2 separate regions of the Sus scrofa genome follow, and region 1 is linked to region 2. A link is a contact called in public HiChIP or PLAC-seq data. All regions are on one chromosome and are shown on one strand. The core of a region is the stretch at or near the end of the contact, and the rest is flanking DNA. Distances in the headings are between cores, read along the strand shown. Region 1 holds the start of DNMT3B (DNA methyltransferase 3 beta). Region 2 overlaps COMMD7 (COMM domain-containing protein 7).

Region 1 (2,700 bases), core at 145-2,644, 65 kb after region 2:
AACACCTGGGAAGAGATGAAGGGAGAAAACTGTGGTTTCATTCAAAGAGATAGCATCCAGGAGGCAGGAAATCTGTATTCATTCATTCATTCATTCAACAAACTTCTATTGAACTCCTCCTGTAGGAACTAGAAATAGAGCTTGGAACATGACAGACATGTAGTTTTGTCCTCATGGAGTATTGTGTGTACTGTACGTGTGTGTGTGTGTGAAAAACAAGAATCAGAAAGATATAAACAAGGAGTTATGCAAAAAAGATTTCAGATAGCTGTAAGTGCTACAAAGAGAATGAAATTGTGAAGTAGAGACTAGACCTTTCAGGTGGGATAGTCAGAAAAAGTCTTTCCAGAAGCTAACATTTTGGGAGAAAGCTGAATGGTGCAGAGATTTGGGCAAAGAACACCCATTAACATGCTTGATGAGTCTGAGAAACAGCAGAGTCTGAGAAACAGCAGAGAGGGGAGAGATTAAAGTGAGGGAGGGGAGAGGATTAGGAGATGCCTGGGAAGGCAGGTAGGAGCCAGTTCATAGAGTGCCTTGCAGGCCATCATGTCGTCATTATTTGTTTTTTCATTCATTCAACAGACATTTATTGAGCATCTATGATGTGTGGGCTGAGACACATGAGACCCTGCCCTCACAGTCGGATACCTGGGGACACACAAACAGATAAGGAAATACTCTAAGTGTAAATACCAGCTGTGAGAAATATTAGGAAGTGCTCTTTTCCATTACTTCAATGCCCCTTTAAGGGCACAGGAGGAAGAGACCTGCTAACAGAGTGGGGCTTCTCCTTCGGATGATGCCAGCTGTACCCCAGGAACTCAGCCAGGAACCTGAGGGCCCTGACTCCTCTGCTCCCCCTCCCCTCTCCTCCCCTCAAGATGGCTGACGAAGGGCCAGCCGGGTGGGTGGGAGGAAGGAAGGACTTGTCCCAGGGTCCAGGGCTGGCGGGGGCACCGCAGCGCCCATGTGGCATTGCGGCTGGAGCTGGGGGACTAAGGGCAGAACCTGCTGCTGCTGTGCGACTCCAGTGGGGGCGCTTCCTTCTCTGGGCCCCCCACAGCCAAAGCTAAGCGTCGCCGGTCGGGGTAGGCGAGCGGGAAGAAGGGGGCCCCAGGAGGAGTCTCTAGCGTAGAAGGACCTTTGCGGGCTCCCCTCTAGGGCCTGTTATCCGGGTGGTGATTTAACCAGCCGGGGGGCCAGGAGGCGGTGCCTGTGGAGGAGGGGCGGAGGGGGAGGCTCCCGAGTGATTTCAAATTTCCCTCGTCCCCGCCCCCCGCCCCCCGCGCCAGAGGCGCGGTTCTGAGTGGCTGTGGCGGGGGCGCCCCCGGGCGGGGGCGGAGCGACTGCCGGGCCGGGGTTACAAGGGGACTCGGCACCGCCCCCTCCCCACCCACTCCTGCTGCCAGGTTTGGTCTGCGTCTCTTCCTCGCAGCAGCCGCCCCCCCAGCCCGGCGGCCGCGGCCCGCGTGGACGCCCCGAGCGCCCCCCGACGGACGCCACCGGCTCACTGGCAGGCGGGCGAGCGTGCGGCCGCGCCCGGCCGGCAGCGCGGGGGTTAAGGGGCCCAAGTAAACGTAGCTCGGCGATCGGCGCAGGAGATTCGCGAGCCGAGCGCTCTGCTCGGCCGCCCGCCGGCCTCCCGCCAGCCTGCCCCGACCCGCGGCTCGACCGCGGAGCCGCGCCCGAGTCAGGCTCTCGGCAGGTGAGCGTCCGGTGGCCCCGGGGAGGCTCACCAGCCCGAGGACTCCGTGGGTTGGTGGGGGAGGGGGCAGAGGAGGGACACCGAGACTGCAAGGAGGGATCCCGTCTCGGGACCTCTTAGGGAGGCAGCTCCCATCCGGCTGGAGACCAGGCATGATTGGGGAGGAGAGGTCTTTGACCCTATCTGGGAAGCGGGCTGGGGGGACAAAATGGGCGGGGGCATGTGTCTTAGAGGAATATGAGTGGAAGGGATACTTGCTGTGTTCCCGAGGAGAGAAGTTCGTCCCCAGGGAGGGGGACTGGCGGCCTTCCTGGGGTCTAGAGCCGAGGGGAGGAGGTGACCCATTGAGAAGTGGAGTAAATGGGGCGTGTGATCTTACCTGGCATCAGCTTTAGGGGAAGCTTCCTTGGGGAGGGGAACGGAATAGAAAATAGTCCTGCCAAGGAAGTGAGTGTCCGTCCATTACATCTTGGAACTGGCGTTTCAGCCGAGATAGCTGCCCGCCTTCCCTGGGCTAGGAAAGAGTTAGGGGGCGTGGGTGCGGGCGAGCAGGTGGGCCAGGGTGTTGGCGCGTACCGGGGGCGTGCGCCAGACGAGCGGGCTCGCTGGGTCCTCGCGGGATGAGCTGTGGAGAGTAAGGATCCGCGGGGCTGCCGAGATGCCCTCGGGAGAGGTTCCTTTCTCCCCCCTGTGCACACCTGGCCGGGGAGGAGCCGGCCCGGGGCGGCGCCTTCCTGCTCTGACCACGCTGCCTGCCCTGGGGGCTCACTTTCCATTTTCCACTCTTCCAGAGGCAAGCTGGTCCCACCCCCCAAACTTGCAGACTGAGGCGTGAAAACCTCCAGCACTATCTTGGTGTCCCTGTGGTTGTTTGGTGAGAGAGGGTGCGTGGTTCTCCCACTTTGCAGGGGAAAAAGTGGAAGCTGGGGCAGAGCCTGCCGACTTAGCAAGTTAGCAGCAGAGAATTGCTCCTGGGCCTGGGTTTTCCCTGC
Region 2 (2,700 bases), core at 139-2,638:
GATACGAAAAAGAGAACCCTTGTGCACTGCGGGTGGGAATGCAGAATGGTGCAGCTGTTAGGGAAAACGGTATGGAGGTTCCTCAAAATAAATTAAATATAGCATTACCGTATGATCTAGCAATCCCACTTCTGGGTATATAGCCAAAAGAACTGAAGTTAGGATCTCAAAAATATATTTGCATTCCCATGTTGACTGCAGCACTGTCAACCTACACATCCACTGGTGGATGAATGAGAGAGAAAACGTGGTCCATACAGATGATGAAATGTTATTCAGCCATGAAAAAGAAGGAAGTCCTGTCCTATGCTAACAATGCGGACGAAAACTTGAGGCCGTTATGCTACGTGACATGAGCTGGTCACAGAAGGACAAGCACTGCCTGAGTCCACGTCCGTGAGGTATGTAGAGCAGATGAGGTATCCAGAGCAGACGCATCGAAACAGAAAGTAGAAGAGTGGCTGCCAGGGGCTGGGGTGGAGGTGCGGGGGAGGAAGTGGGGAGTTGCTAGTCAGTGTGGGTAGAGTTTCAGTTAGGCCAGGGGAGTAAGTTGGAGGGACCTGCTGGGCAGCACTGGGCATCCAGGTAATGATACTGTACCACACACGTACCATTAAGAGAGCAGAACTCATGTTCTCTTTAGCCACAATAAAATGCAAACAACAGACTGTCTTCCAGAAAGGACAGGAAAACACCAAAAACCAGGAAGGCCATCATCTCAGAATAAAGAACAGTCCTTCAAATTAAAGAGCTTTAGTTTTGTGGGGGAAATGGACCACAACGTGTGTGTGGGTGTGTGTGTGTGTGTGTGTGTGTGTGTGCGCGCGCGCGCCTTGCTTCCCCCCAGCCCCGCCCCATTTCTCGACACACCAGACCTTGTGCTTGGAAGTCCAGGGAAGGAAGCCATGGACTCTTCCTCCTCTGACCACTGCCCTGCCCTCCCCCTCTTCCTTCCAGCCTGCAGCACTTAGCACATATGGTTCTAGAAATGTGCTCCTCTCACTCCACCAGGCTGGCTCTAGATCTTCCCTCCGGGCTCTGAGCTCCAGACCGCAGGGGTGTCCCACCCACCCCTCTCTGTCCCCGCATCTAACTGGTACTGGCAGGGGGTAGGGGACTGGCACACGCTGTTGGGAAGGGAATTGGGAAGGGAAGAACGGACACCCACAGGAATGAGGGCTGAGCAGTGTCCGCAAAAGAAGCTGCCCAGCCCCCTAACCCCTCTGGCAGGAGGCCTGGTTGGTCCCATCTCACAGTGGGGGGGCTGGGGGGGAGGAAGTGGGGAGGGAGGTGGGGAGAAGCCCTGGAAAGTTTCCTTCCCACGGAGCCTGGGCTGGGACAGATGGCAGGAAGAGGCTGAGCCGGCCCTCAGAACCACAGACCAGCTGGGAGTTAGGAGGCCCCGGCCCCTCCTGGGCCAGCCCCTCCTGGGCAGGGCAGCTGCCTCTGCCGCTCCCCTCCACACTGGCCCAAGGTGTCCCGGCCCCTGCCTCCAACCACAGGGACAGCAGAGGGCGGAAGTGGCCAGCTCTTCAGACCCGGCTGCTGGAGTTGGGCTCAACGGCCACAGGCTCCCCACATGGCAGGCCCAGAGGCCCAGGTGGGGGCTCCAAGGGACATGTGACACCAGGGAGATTCAGATGGCAGCTTCCGAAGCACACACTGGTCTTTTGGCTTGATCTTTCACTCAGTCACCCCCATGCCTGTCACCCAAGCCCTCAGAATAAAGACAGAGGCTGTGTCCAGGCGAGTGCGGGCTCCCCTCGCCCTACCCCACCCTTCTCCGTGCCTCCTGCCCTGACCTTTCAGTTCTGTTCGCAAGCACGCATTTAGTCGTGAGAGGCTTCAAGTGGGCAGGGACAGACCTGCTTTTGCTCCTGCGGCCTCCCCTACGTGGTGCAGAGAGCCTGGCCCTGGCGGCTACGCAGAGCTGTTTGTCAGTGGACTGGATGAAGAAGCTGGGGAGGAGGGTGGGGTCGTGGGCAGCGAAGGGTGTGGCGATCAGCCAGGCTTGGGAAGACCCACCAGCTGTGCGACCTCATCAAGCCTTTGGCGGCTCAGCCCCAGGTGGGTCTCACCACACCCACCTCTGAGCGCAAAGCAGGAGCCATGCTATTCAAAGAAGATTGGTTTCCTTCCTTTCTTTTCTTTTTTTTCCTAAGTCCAGCCCCTTCATTTTATGGACAGAACACTGCAGGGGAAGTGACCCACCCAGTCTCATCTCGGTGTTTATGTTTCTCTGAACCAAAAAGGGAGTGCAAATTATTTTGGAAAGAGACTTAGAAGTCACCTGCCTACATGTAAACTGCTAACACCCACCAGCCCAGCCTTTGTGCTTCCGGGAGCTTGTCCTACAGAGTATTTATTGCATTTGGATATATTAGTCTGGTACTCAGAAAAAAGTATAATCTGTTGGGGGTTTTCTGTTTGTTTTGGGGGTTTTTTTTAGGGCCGCACCCATGGCACATGGAAGTTCCCAGGCTAGGGGTCAAATTGAAGCTGCAGCTGCCAGGCTATACCACAGCCACAGCAACACCAGAACTGAGCCGTGTCTGTGATCTACACCACAGCTCAAGGCAACACGGATCCTTAGCCCACCGAGCAGGGCCAGGGATCAAACCCGTATCCTCATGGATAGGAGTTGGGTTCGTTACTGCTGAGCCACAACGGGAGCTCCTGCTGTTTTAATGAGAAAAAAGC

Evidence for each region. HiChIP or PLAC-seq counts read pairs in DNA pulled down with a chosen protein or histone mark.
Region 1: an H3K27ac HiChIP or PLAC-seq map of alveolar macrophages shows a contact between it and region 2. The contact joins the promoter of DNMT3B here to the enhancer-like site in region 2. A contact is called at or near these places in 2 of 5 promoter capture datasets (fetal liver and liver), 28 of 47 Hi-C or Micro-C datasets (alveolar macrophages, blood, brain and 15 more) and 2 of 2 datasets of contacts at active chromatin or transcription factors (alveolar macrophages and skeletal muscle).

What each region holds. Positions count from the first base shown.
Region 1 is chr17:36,344,422-36,347,121 of Sscrofa11.1, forward strand. It overlaps DNMT3B (DNA methyltransferase 3 beta), which reads left to right and starts at 1,395. Exons shown (of 23, transcript NM_001348900.1): 1 at 1,395-1,708.
Region 2 is chr17:36,279,698-36,282,397 of Sscrofa11.1, forward strand. All of the region lies in intron 6 of COMMD7 (COMM domain-containing protein 7), which reads right to left. Among named protein-coding and RNA genes, the nearest start is that of COMMD7, 44 kb to the right of the region's middle. Within about 2 kb of position 1,389, at least 39 of the 83 cell types and tissues checked have an H3K27ac peak or open chromatin away from gene starts, as enhancers often do. A contact at or near this core is called in alveolar macrophages, epiblast stem cells, fetal liver and 7 more, where this site is marked.